Regions from separate parts of the Arachis hypogaea genome. Here region 1 is linked to region 2. The links are chromatin contacts, called in public Hi-C maps. All regions are on one chromosome and are shown on one strand. The core of a region is the stretch at or near the end of the contact, and the rest is flanking DNA. Distances in the headings are between cores, read along the strand shown.

Region 1 (7,493 bases), core at 345-2,844, 220 kb before region 2:
TAAATTTATAATACAATTCTTTTGTATTTATTTAAAGAATAAATTTAAAAATTTATATTAATAATAATTTTATCATGTGTCTTTAGAGAACACATATTAGTTATGCTAAAAGATTATTTTGAATTGAAATTTTATAGTGTTTTTAGTTCATTATTTTTTATTTGGGTAAAGTATATTTTTTGTCCTTAAAGTTTGACAAAAGTTTTAAAAATATCCTATGTTTTATTTTGTTTTAATTTTGTCCCAAAAGTTTTCGATTTGTATCAAATATACCCCTGAACGGCTAATTTTTCAAAAAATTTAAGATCGATTCAACAACAATTTCATAAGAACAACCCCTCAACACAAGCAAATCAAGTATAATTTTCATGCATTATTGTTATATTGGCCTTAAATTTTTTGAAAATTTAGTCCCCGAGAGTATATTTGATGCAAATCGAAAACTTTTGGGACAAAATTGAAACAAAATAAAACTTAGGGGTATTTTTAAAACTTTTGCCAAACTTCAAGGACAAAAAATATACTTTACCCTTTTTATTTTTATACAGCTCTTAATTTTTAAGAGTTTTACTGTTTTTACTATTTATTTTAACAATTTCATCTGATAATTTATTATGTTGGATCAAGTTCTTTTAAACTAAAAAAGTTGATAAAGTAATAAAGTCACAATTTAATCACTTTTAAATCAAAATAATAAAACTCACACATGATAAAAATCACAAATTCAATGATGATTAATTTTTAATCCATTACTTTAAAAATATTATCACTTTAGATATCTAATCACATTGGAAGCCGAATTGTTACGACCAAATCATCTTTTAAAATTTAACTCATTAGATTAATATATATAAATAATTTCATATCTAATATATCTACTTACACAAGAATTTATTATAAATTTAAACAACTTACATGTTTATTTTATTTTATTTTATACTAAATTTTTTTATCTTCTATTTAAAAAAAAAATGATCAATCAACAAATTAAAAATCTGGTAATAGTTATAAAATTTTTTATCTCATGCTATATTGTTAGGCAATAAAAAAATATTAAAATAATAGTTAAGTTATTTCTATATGATTTTAAAATCATGAGTTTAATCTATAAAAATAGTCACTAATATAATTATAAAATTAGATTGCGTATATTATATTTTTTAAATGCAACTTCTTTTCAAATCCTGTGTTAATATAAAGTGTTTGTAAACGAACTGCTTTACTAAATTGTTAGGCAATAAAAATAGGAAAAGTATAGGGTACCAATATATTATTTGTCAACTTATTACCAATAATAATTAATTATTATATTTTAAACACATATAAAAAGATATATCCAGAAAATATATTTATAAAGACATTTTTATTAAACACAATCATAAAAAAGATATTTTTATTAGACACATCCATAAAGACACTTTCATTAAATACAGTTATAAATAAAAATTGGCAGAAGTTGGCAGAAATACTGTTGGTAACGTAGCAGGATTGAATATATACATGATTTTATATCTATGATATATTGGGAGGATGCAAAAATAGAATAGAATTATTGCTTAAATAACAGTAGAATTTGCATTCATTTGTGTCACTGCTCCACTACATTGAGTCATTTATGAGTGAGAGAGAAGCTAACAATAATAACAACTTATTAAAAAGCAAAGCATGTCCCACAACACAGGACCCATTTGCTTTGGACAATAGCAATCTATGCATTCAGAACCCACATCTTCAAGAAAAAAAAAAAAAAACCCACAATGGCCGAAGAACTCACACAACAACAGCAACATCTACACTTCTTCCAACTCAGTCTCTTTCCTCACTTCACAACAATCACTTCTACTACTTCCTTAGACCCACTAAAACTAAATCTAAAACTACCACTGCAACACTTTTTCTCTCTTTCACTTCACATTCTCTTCATCACTCTTTTTTCTCTATGGACCGTACTGACAAACAGCAGCACCAGCAGCAGTTGCCTCTGGCAAAGTGTGCCAGGCAAAGATGCAGTGAATGGTTTGTTTCACTGTTTTCCTTTTTTTTTTTTTTTGAAAAAAACAGATATAAAATAAACAGAATTCTTCTTTTACATAAAAGGGTTGTTCGGTTTTACCTGTTTTTTGTTTTCCTTCATAGGGGAAAAATATGTTAATAAGTTTGTTGCTATAAAAGGTGAGTTTCTGTTTATGCAAATTCTGTTTTTGTTGTGACTTGTGGCACTTTCTTAACTAACTGGGATTACTGGTTTTTTCAAAAACAGAATTGTTTAGTCTTTGCTGTATTGTGTGATTTATTGATTAGCCTTGTGCATTCACTTGAAAATCTCCAAATTTTTTCTTTTTCTTAAAAAAATTTGTTGTCGTCGTTCAAATTCTTCTTCCTTGGTTCTTCTGTTCTTGTTGTTGGTTGAATAACATGATCAAAGATCTGTTCGAAAAGAATGATATACTATGCTTTCAATGAACTCACTGCCCTGCAAAGTTGCTGATCTGGACATCTAAATTGTCCTGCAATTCAATCTAAATTATTGTTGTGAATTGTGTTCTTTGTTTGGTGCTAGTTAGAGAACAGAGTTTGTGATTTCAACTTTGTTGTAGTTTGCATAGTATATGGACATATAGTATCTATGGTTAAAATATTTGTTCTATTTCTTGTTATATAAATGTATGATTTTATAATTTTCTCTTTCTCTCTTGAGTAAGGGATAATCTGACAAGTTTCTTCTTTTTTAATTAAGCTAGAAATTCGTCATATCGACAAAACTTGTTTTGAAATTCAGCCAACATTTTTTTCAAGCAGCGTGATTTTATCTAAATTAATTGCGCTACAAGCTAAATGGGTTTCCTTTCAAAAATTATTTCTTTTCTTCTTAAGTTCTGGTCGTTTATTGAATTAATGCAGGTAATAATATCATTTACTTGGGAGACAAAAAAATCATATATCATATTTATATTTTCAATCTGCTACCATGCTATTATTGAATGAGCAACTTACTTTTGCTATATAATCACAAATCCTTTTCTTTATTCTTATCTTTTTAAGTCCACAGCAAGTGGCAATTCACACTGACTAATTAGGTGTCTTTGTATCCTATGATTTTATTTTGTTGCTAAGAAATTTTCCTCAACCTACACTCAACAGTGATAATCTCATTCTTGAACTTGACAAGCTCATACTTTTTATTTTGAAAAATTAACACATTTAATCTGTTGTAGGATTTTCCGGGATGTACCAAGTGATATAACTATAGAAGTTGGTGGAGGAACATTTTCATTACACAAGGTAAGTGTCTACCAACTTTACTCATTACTTGAATAATGCTTCTACAAAATTTCCATCTATAATCCTTGCATTTTCTTTTACTTGTGTATGAAGTTTCCTCTGGTCTCGCGAAGCGGCCGGATAAGGAGGCTAGTCGCGGAGCACAGAGATTCCGACATCTCAAGAGTGGAGCTTCTTAATCTACCAGGAGGAGCAGAATGCTTTGAGCTAGCAGCAAAATTCTGCTACGGAATAAACTTCGAGATCACTTCCACAAACGTTGCTCAGCTATGCTGTGTTTCGGACTATCTAGAAATGTCGGAGGACTTCTCCAAGGACAATCTCGGCTCGCGAGCCGAGGAGTATCTGGACAGCATTGTCTGCAAGAATCTTGAAATGTGTGTGCAAGTCTTGCAGCAGTGCGAAAGCCTGCTGCCTCTGGCGGATGAACTGAAGATTGTTAGCCGGTGCATCGACGCCATCGCCTCGAAAGCCTGCGCCGAACAGATAGCTTCTAGCTTCTCAAGATTGGAGTACAGCAGTTCAGGGAGGTTACATATGAGCCGGCAGGCGAAATGCGATGGCGATTGGTGGATCGAAGATCTCTCTGTTCTTAGAATTGACATGTTTCAGAGAGTCATAACGGCAATGAAATGCCGCGGAGTTCGGCCAGAGAGTATCGGCGCTTCGCTAGTGAATTATGCTCAGAAGGAGTTGACTAAGAAATCAAGCTTGTGGAATCCATCTAGGGAGACTAAAGTGGATGCGAATTCGAGCGAGCACGAGAAGCTTGTGGTTGAAGCAATCGTTAGTCTTTTGCCTGTTGAGAAGCTTGCAGTTCCAATAAACTTTCTCTTTGGCCTTCTTCGAAGCGCGGTGATGCTGGATTGCGCGATCGCCTCGCGGCTCGATCTTGAAAGAAGGATCGGATCGCAGCTAGATATTGCCACTCTTGATGATATCCTGATTCCGTCTTTCCGGCACGCCGGCGACACATTGTTTGATGTTGACACGGTTCATAGGATTCTGGTGAATTTTTGTCAGCAAGATGATAGTGAAGATGATTTAGAAGACGCTTCGGTTTTTGAATCCGATAGCCCACGTTCGCCTTCGCAGACTGCGTTGGTTAAGGTTGCGAAATTAGTTGATAATTACCTGGCCGAAATCGCCCCTGATGCAAACCTGAAGCTGCCTAAGTTCATGGTCATTGCAGAAACCTTGCCGGCCCATGCTCGGACGGTCCATGACGGATTATATCGGGCCATCGATATTTACTTGAAAGTATGTTATGCTATAAACATCATATCATATATAACTATGAAATATTTGAGTGCCCCCAATTCTAACTATAAAAATAAAGGTAAATTAATTCAAATAGTAGGTCAGTATATCGAATTAGTTTATAAGAAGAGAAGCTAATTAGCTATACATGAGTAATAATGTATTATTGATGAATAAGGAAAAAAAAAATTCATGAAATTATTATTTATGCTACATCTAAAACTTTGATATGAATTTTCAGGCGCATCAAGGTTTGACAGATATGGACAAGAAGAAACTATGCAAACTGATTGACTTTCAGAAACTTTCTCAAGAAGCCGGAGCTCACGCCGCGCAAAACGAGCGGCTTCCTCTGCAATCAATTGTGCAAGTTCTGTATTTTGAACAACTAAGACTCAGAAATTCTTTGTCCTGCTCTTATGGGGAAGATGACCCCAAGCCGATGCACCAGTCGTGGCGAATTAGTAGTGGCGCTCTGAGCGCCGCTATGTCTCCACGAGACAATTATGCGTCATTGAGGCGAGAGAATCGCGAGCTGAAGCTCGAGTTAGCGCGGCTGCGAATGAGACTGAATGATCTTGAGAGGGAGCATGTTTGCATGAAGAGGGACATGGCCAAGTCCGGATCTAGAAAATTTATGACTTCATTCTCTAAAAAGATTGGTAAGCTTAGCTTCTTTGGACATATTTCTTCAAGAGGGTCAAGTTCTCCTTCAAGGAATTCTCAAAGAACAGATTCAAAGGTGATTGAGAGAACCTGTGCTAGCCATGAATAGATCAAAATGTAAAATAATTTTTTTGTCTCTTTGCTCATTTTTCACTGTGATATTGGGCTAATGCAAGTTATGCTCATTTTATGTAAATGTAAGTTATGGTTATGTTGACGTATTCACTTCATTTTGTTTATCTTTGTCCCTTTTTGGCCACCTTTTGCTTGCAGGTTCAGTTACTGCATTAGTTTTCTAAGATGGATTGAACAACCTCAAATTCTAGATATTACATCACATACTCACTCACATTACACACCCGCACACCCAATATTTTTAAGGCATTAGTTTTGTTTAACTATATGTAGCTTTTTGAAATTTGTGTTGTTAGACGGGCTTTACTTTTTTCTTCCCATCTCCAATTGAACTTGATCCCTTCTAAGTCTAACAACCTGTAAATTCTTCAAACCCAACATACAATGATAATTTTAATTTTTGAATCACCTGGTTTGTAGCAGAACTAAGTCATGAGTTCGATTCCAACATAACCCATAGATACTAGTCAATAGTTATTTAAATGCATGTGTTAAAAGAATGAGAATTTTATGTTGATATTTAACGTTTTTCCTAGACGAGGTCAACATAGTCGGCAATGTCAGCAGGTCAACACTCAAACCCCTGTTTTAATACAGTAGTCGAATCCAAATTGAACAATGACGTTTAATAACGGTAACATATTTGGAATTATTAACCATAACAGGTAAACTCTCGTGTGCATCGATCTTCATAGAAAAATTTTAATTTTTGATGGAATTTTTAAACTCCAAATCTGTTTTCAGAGATGTGCACTCCTCATATGTTATACGGTACCCTAATGCAAGATCATATTGCTTACTTTTATTCCATGACCAGATTAATCTTTTACCATCTTCATTCAGTGGAGTATCGAGGATTCTCGCTCCTATGTCGGGAGGAAATGTCTCATCCATTAGTACTTGATTTCAGGTATTACTTTCTATTAGTAATAAATGTCTGTGGTTGTTGTGCTGTTTGGACTGATATGAAATGAGTAACGGGAGGAGGGGGGATCCTACCATATTCTCACTTCAGTATCCGAACCAATATTCTATCTCAACCCCTTTTCTACCACCTTTCTCTCTTCTAGGATGTTCTGCTAACATCATGATAGTTGTTGGCCCTTATCTGCGGTGAGAGGAGAGAAATAGCGATAGTATTTACTTTTGAGCATAGTAGCTAACAGTGAATTCGGTTTAGTACTTATTTGTTAAAATTGATTTCTAGATATAGCCAAATTCTGAGCTATAATATCCTTGAGTCCCAGCCCATTTTCTTTATTTGGTTTAGTCATCTTGTCCTAATTCACCCAGTCTATTTTCTGTGCAGTCCCTCTTTGACTCCACCAAACCCGGTAAAGAATTTCATGTATCTCGTCTGGCAATAATTCTGACAGTAGTCACAAAGAGTGTAAATTGTTATTATTTTTCCGACTGCTTTAATCCAAAACATGTCGACCTTCGGATGATGAGATTTTTTTTTTTAAGTCTGACTTTTTTTTTTAATTTTATCTTTTATTGCACCAAAAATAGCGCTTTTACTTCTATAAACAATTGACTGTAACTCTGTAAGCGCAAATATTTATCGCATATATTTATCCTCTCCACCACTATAATTAATATTGAGCCCATTTACAATCTACTATTGCCTATCAACACTTTATTTATTATAAGAAAAACTCACTCCTCCCTCTAAAGAAATGCTGAAACTCTACTTCCATCTCTATTTTTATTTATTATTGGCATCCCAACGGGCACAATGTGTCTTTTATATTAATTTAATTTATTAAATTTAAACATCCAAATTATTACATATTAAAGAGAAAACAAAAGACAACACATTCTCTAAACTGAACTTGAAGAGATTGATGGAACGACTGTGTACATGCTAGTAGACAATTCAAAGAATAAGCACTACATGCCACATACAAAGTAATTTTTACCATTAAAAGAGGAATAGAGAAGTTCATTTTTCATTTAAGTCCTTACCATTTTATCGTGAAAATGAACAATACATCATTTCCATTAATGTTAAATGCTAAAGGAAAAATACTTTCAGATTCACAACTTTTGAGATGGAAAGACTGGTTTTCTCGTTACAAATTCACAGCTAAATGCATCAAGGGAAACCACAACATAATAGCTGATTATTTCTCTCATCCTAATAAAGA
Region 2 (6,762 bases), core at 3,070-5,569:
AAATTTGTTGAGAATTATTAAAATACATATATATTTTCAAAAATGAGAAAGAATCAACAAGGACTCCACTAAAAAAATACATTGAAGTCTTTGACGAAATCAACTATTACTATAAAGCAATAATATATATATATATATATATATATATTCTAATTATTTTTAATTTACAGCATTATATTATGAACTTGCACCTTATTTTTTTAGGAGACTATATATGCTATTACTTCAAGAAAATGGTATATTTCATCTTCTCTTTATATTTTCAATTATATCTCTTTTTTTTTTTATAATATTAAAAGTGGTTTTCACCTATCTCTTTAAGGTGAGGTGCTATGCTCTCATGACTTCTGTTCCGTGAATTACCTAAAATTGAGTTGTTTTTGGGCCTGAACATGATGTCCAGACTTTTTTTGAGGCAGTGCCCGACTTCAGCTAGTATCGAGGTGCCGCCGTTCGAGTTTCTTGTGGAGGTAGGGGGTGGTACCTGCAAGAAAGTTCGATGTTTAAGTTAGCAAAGGTTAAGCAGGTTTTTAGTAGTTTGGGTTCTGAGTATACCTGAGAGAGTTCAGGTATTTAGAATTGTAGAGTCTCTAACCACATTTTAGAGTAGTTCCACCTTTGATGGTGAACAATCGTCCCCGTTGTTGGGGGGTTGTTAAGATCTCCCTTCTAGAAGTATGGGAGAGATTGTAGGAGTTAGTTCATTTATTCGAGTAGGTAGGGCCAAGATTAGCGTCGTTCAATTGACCTCTATGAGGTCGGGTAGACAAAGAAGGAATCCTTATGAGGATTGGGCCTTACTCATTTTGGGCCTAGCTATTTTTTGGGTTAGGATATGAATAGTGCCCCTACTTAAGACTGGCCTTTTGATAGGTCGGGCTCAAGCAATTAGAGCCTCATTTAATTGTTGGACTTATTTTAAACAGGTCGGCCTCTTCAACTCCAGGATGGCTTTGTATTTTTCTGGGTTGGCTTTGATGCCTCTCTGAGTGAGCATGAATCCCAAGAACTTGTCGGCATCTACTGCAAAAGTGCATTTTGTGGGATTTAATCTCATCCCGTGCTGCTTTATTGTGTTGAATACTTCTATGAGGTCAGACAACATGCTGTTTTCTTCCTTGGTTTTTACAAGTATATCGTTGACGTAGACTTCCATCAGTTTTTCGAGGTGAGAGGAGAATACTTTGTTCACTAACCTCTGGTAAGTGGCTCCAGACTTTTTTAATTCGAGTGACATTATACCGCATAACAATAATTATCTCTTGGAGTGATGAAAGATGTTTTCTCTTGGTCCGGCTTGTACATCGAAATTTGGTTGTATCCCGAATAAGCGTCTATAAAAGACAAGTATCTATATCCTGAAGCCAAGTCCACCAATGCATCGATGCTAGGAAGATGGTATGGATATTTAGGACAAGCCTTATTAAAGTCGATATAGTCGACACACATTCTCCATTCTCCATTCTCCATTCTGTTTCTTCACAAGCACTATATTTGCCAACCATAAAGGGTATTTTACTTCCTGATGACACATCATCTTAAGCTGTTTTTAAATTCTTTCTTATTTATTTTCTTAGATTTTAATTAAATTTCTTATGTTTTCTAATATAATTTAATAAATAATCAAATATTTGGAGTTTGAATAGTGTTTTTATATTTTCAGGAATTTTGGACTCAAAAAGTAGCAAAAATAAGGCTTTTTCACAAGAAAAACATAAAAGAAATAACAGCTTGGCCCAAGAAGCGTGGCCCAAGGAAAATGAAGACATACACGTCAGTGTATAACACACGCACGCTTGGCGGAAGGCATGCACGCCCAACAGTTCTGATCCATGCCCGGCGGACCCAGCACTCCTTTGATACACGCCCAGCGGCCAGTGATCCACGGCTGGCGGATCTCCTTCATGCAAGTGAAATTTTGGGTTTTTTGCTCAATCTTTCACTAATACAAGCCCGAATCAACTACAACTCTCAACGTCCAAGATTCCACAAATTAAGACCCAAACTTAATTATTCACATCATTAGAAGTCTTAATCACATCCAGAAGATTGAAGACTCTAGAAGATTATTTATTGATTCTGTCTAGAATCATAAGAGATTTGATCGTTTAGATTTTGATTTGAATTTGAAATTGAAGTCAGTATCTTATCTTTTTCTCCGGAAAATAAGTAGTTATCTTATCTCTCTCTGAAGGATATGATTAGTTTACTATTTTTGAATTTTAGAATTTAGGCTATAAATAAGTGAGCATAGCTCACTGAGAAGATCATCAAGTTCTCGGACTACCGCTCTTCTTCTTGTTTTTCTTACTTCTTCATGGGTAATTAATCCTTTGTCAAAGGGTTAGGAGCTCTGTTTATGTTTTCTATGGATAATTAACTTACGTTTATTTTATTTCGAAGTCTTGCATTGATCTATTTCATGATTGAGTTATTCGTTCTTCATTCGGATTAGTGGATCGAAAGATAAGCTAATTCTTCTTGGATTCTTTTAGTATAATTGAAAATTTTGATATTTGAATCAAAGCTTGAAACTCTTTCACATGACTATTTAAATTCGGCTAGAAATAGTAGTTCAATTAGTGTGTGACACATACATGATTTTCAATCACTCTAATTTTGAATAAGTAATATATAATTCGGATTAAAACAACTTTTGAAAATTATATTTTCTTTTAAGATTTAACTGGACAAGACTATCTTGAATACGTGACATATAATTTGACCTAAGGACTAATTTTAAATCTTATTTAAATTTAAAATAAGTTTTTGTGCTTAATCTCTTGATTAACTAATTGACGCCTAACTAATACTTGAGAAACTAAGGAGTCAAGGAATTTGAAATTAGTTACTAAAGATTTTGTCGTGAAAGATCTTTGCAAACTTCAAGATAAATAAACAAGATTGGTTTTCCTAAAAGTATAAGCATCTCCAAAGCCCTTGGCTCTCATCATTACTGTCTTCTCTTAATTCATCATTCAAGCTCACTATTCGTGGCATCCAAGCATTTAACATTCAAGATTCTCAAGGCTCTCAGCAAGACACTCTCTTGCCCTCTTCGATCATCAATCAGGTTTTATTAATCTAATTAGGCTTTTTAATCAGAAATTTACTTGTTCAATCCTTTAATCTTCGTGGGAACGATATCCATTCACTGTGGTATTACTTATACGATCTAGTGCACTTGCTAGTATCCATGGGCTTCGAATTTCGCTCATCACTTCCCTTATGAACCTGGCATCTAACAAAGCCTGTACCTGTTCTTCAATGACTTGTGTTCTTTCGAGGCTGAGCTTTTGTCGTTTTTGTTGTATAGGTCATGAGCTCGGATAGACGACGAGCTTGACAAGATTTGTCTTCAATTTGTCGTTCAAGTTGGCTCCTATGTTTGTAGTTTTTCCATCTTGGTCTCCTATTTGCACTTCTTCTATTTTTCAATCAGGTTGTGGCCTCAACTTTTCTCGTGTTTGGACACCTCTGAGTTCAATAGTATTGATCTCTTTTCCTTTTGTACATCCGCACAGGTTCAAGTTTTCATTGTTACACCTCCTTGCCAATTTTTGATCTCCTCTTATGGGGGTTATTCCCTTTGAAATCGGAAATTTCATGCAAAGATGAGGAGTAGAGACGATTATAGCAAGTCGGTTCAACGTCGTCCGACCTATCAAGGCATTGTAAGCTAAGGCTACGTTAACTACAATGTAGTCTATACTCAAAGTTCGAGATTTCATTCCTTTACCAAAAGTGGTGTGCAACGGAATGAAACCAAGAGGTTGGATGGGTGTGTCTCCCAGCCCGTAAAGAGTGTCAGGGTATGCTCTTAACTCATTTTCTTCCAATTCCAGCTTGTCCAAGGCAGGCGTAAACAAGATGTCGGCCGAGCTTCCTTGGTCTACCAAAGTCCTGTGAAGATTTGTATTGGCAAGTATCATTGTGACTACAACGGGATCATCATGCCCTAGTGTTATTTCTTGTGCATCTTCCTTTGTGAAGGAAATAATAGGCAATTCGGGGACTTCATCCTTTTCTTCAACTTGATAAACTCCTTTCAAATGTCTTTTGCAGGAAGACTTGGTTACTCCACATCCCACAAATCCTCCGACTATCATGTGGATGTGTTTGTCAGGAGTTCGTGTTGGCTGATCTCGTTGACTTCTATCTTCCTCTTCTTTTTTTTTTCTTTTCCCCTGATCGTCAGATCTTTCTACCAGGTACCTTTCTAACCGACTTTCTCTGGCCAGTTTTTCTATTATATTTTTCAAGTCGTAACAATCGTTGGTGGAATGCCCATATATCTTATGATATTCACAGTATTCCATCCAACTTCCGCCTTGTTTTTTATGGGGCGAGGAAATGGAAATTTTTTAGTGTTGTAGATCTCCCTATAAATGTCGACAAAAGAAACTCATAGGGGATGTAGTTATGGTACCTTCGAGGCTTGTGCGAGCTGTACCCATCCTTTTCTTTGCTTCTTTCTCTTTGTCCTGAGCTTGATAAGGATGATTTTGTTTGGGAGCAAGTTCTCTTAGACGGGCATTTTTTCTCCATGTTGATGTACTTTTCTGCTCACTCTTCGTTCAGGGAGGTCGGGTGCCTCTTTGATATGGATTGGGAGAAAGCTTTCTCTGAGACCATTGACTAGTCCTATTATTACTTCTTTTGTGGGTAGGTTCTGGACTTCCAAACAAGCTTTGTTGAATCTTTCCATATAAACGAGGGTTTCTCCGACCTCTTGCTTGACTCCCAAAAGGCTCGGGATGTGCTTCACTTTATCTTTCTGGATGGAGAATCGAGTAAGAAACTTTCTTGCGAGGTCGTCGAAGCAGGTCACAAACTTGGGTGGCAGACTATCAAACTATTTCATCACTGTCTTAGTCAGCGTTGTTGGGAAAGCTTTGCAACGAGTTGCATCTGAAGCATCAGTCAAATACATCCGACTTTTGAAATTACTCAGGTGGCCTGGTATCTCGGGTTGATTGTTCCATCATAGAGATTTATGTTAGTACTTTTAAAATTTCTAGGAACTTTGACCCGCATGATCTCCTCAACAAATAGATCTTCCCCTCCAAAATGGATTTCTTCCCGATTCGCTTGATTATTCCGACCTTGCAATTCGGCTTCTAACTTCAAAAGTTCTTTTCTCTAGTTTTCTTCATCGTCATACCTCTCTTCTTAGATCTCTCCCAGCTTTTCTTTGTCGCTCTATTTCCTATTCGAGCTGTTCCGGTCGTTCTTGGTGTCCAATGAGTTCTGTCGGATGCAGATGCTCCTCATTCTCTGGTGGATGTATCTCTGACTTGATTCTTTTAGGTGAGGATTTTCCGACGTTCCCTCCCTACTAGTACCACCCGCTCTATCTTGTCGAGGGGGTATTACTATTGCACGATAATCGTTGTGAGGTTTCGGTTCTGATTTGGATGTTGTACGTCTGTCTTCAAACTGACCGTCCGCTATGGTTGGGTGTAGCCTTTCAAGTCATGGCAACGACGCCAATGTTTCGACAGTTACCTGAAATTGGATTGCTTTTGGACCTGGACATGAGGTCCAAACTTCTTTCGAGGCAGCATCCGAATTCAGCTAGTATCGAGATGCTGCCGTTCGAGTTCCTTGTGAGGAGGTGGGGGTGGTACTTGCAAGGAACTCTAATGCTTAAATTAGCAAAAGTTTAAGCAGGTTTTTAATAGTTTGAGTTCTGAGTATACTTGAGAGAGTTCGGATATTTATAATTATAGAGTCTCTAACTACCCTTTGGAATAGTTCCACCTTTGATAGTGGATAATCATCCCCTACTCGGGGTTGTTGAGATATCCCTTTTGAAAGTATGGGAGAAATTGTTAGAGTTAGTTCATTGATTCGCGTAGGTAGAGCAGGATTGGCACCGTTCAATTCGATTTTTATGAGATCGGATAGATAGAGATGGAGTCCTTACGAGAATTGGACCATCCTCATTTTGGGTCGGGCTATTTTTTAGACTAGGATATGAATAACTTTTATTTTTCTCTAAAATAAAATTCACTATTCACATTCATATTCATAATATTTCTCAATTATTAATCCATCAAATTTCTATTATTAGCTCAACAAATATGTAAATTTTACAAGAAATCCATAATCATGATTAGTAATTTATGAACTAAATTGATAATTATTTAGTTGACAAATATTTATATGACAGAATCTATTATACCTAAGATAAAAAGCAATGGAGACATTTGGGCATATAAGATGAATCTTGAATTATAAGCTATAAGAATAATTATTTGCCTCTACATACAAAAGAGACATTCTAAGTTTCTCATTACTTGCAATAAATCCTACTTTGTGCTTTCTCTTGGCAAGTGAAAACCTAAGTATGAATCATGAATCATCTATTGTAAAAGAAAACTGTTATTGAGTAGATTGGACTAAAATATCAATCACACAACTTGGTAGTTTTCTGTGATCAATTGCGTTCTCTGAGAAAATTTGGGGGGGTTACCACCCTTTACTGGTATGATATTGGTAACCTGCAGACAGAACACACAAGGGAGAGGGTTATGTGTCAAATGAAAATATTCCCAACCATTAAATCAGGGTTTTCAGCTTAATTATCTTTTTGGTCCTAAAAAGTAGGATTTAATATCGATGTACTATCAATGTAAAAAGGCTTCACATAATGGAAGTGTTCCAATCAACCATCCATTAACTTAAGACCTACAAATACTCGTAATTGAATGACAATAACGTAGCAACCCATTGGCTGGCAAACGCTTAAATGGAGCT

Evidence for each region. A called contact is a pair of places that touch in the nucleus more often than the background predicts.
Region 1: a Hi-C map of leaf shows a contact between it and region 2, with 2.8 times the contacts expected there. The contact joins the promoter of LOC112727702 here to the promoter of LOC112730237 in region 2. A contact is called at or near these places in 2 of 8 Hi-C or Micro-C datasets (leaf and an unstated tissue).

The regions. Positions count from the first base shown.
Region 1 is chr12:90,990,048-90,997,540 of arahy.Tifrunner.gnm2.J5K5, reverse strand. It overlaps LOC112727702 (BTB/POZ domain-containing protein At5g48800), which reads left to right and starts at 1,594. Exons shown (of 4, transcript XM_025777567.3): 1 at 1,594-2,016; 2 at 3,216-3,282; 3 at 3,376-4,542; 4 at 4,784-5,447. The coding sequence starts at 1,616. The coding sequence ends at 5,317.
Region 2 is chr12:90,769,399-90,776,160 of arahy.Tifrunner.gnm2.J5K5, reverse strand. LOC112730237 reads right to left here and starts at 4,319. Exons shown (of 1, transcript XM_025780335.1): 1 at 3,435-4,319. The coding sequence starts at 4,319. The coding sequence ends at 3,435. It overlaps LOC112727698 (coatomer subunit delta), which reads right to left. Exons shown (of 12, transcript XM_025777564.2): 12 at 6,212-6,506. The coding sequence ends at 6,417. It overlaps LOC140177334 (a long non-coding RNA gene), which reads left to right and starts at 543. Exons shown (of 2, transcript XR_011869163.1): 1 at 543-1,510; 2 at 1,664-2,190.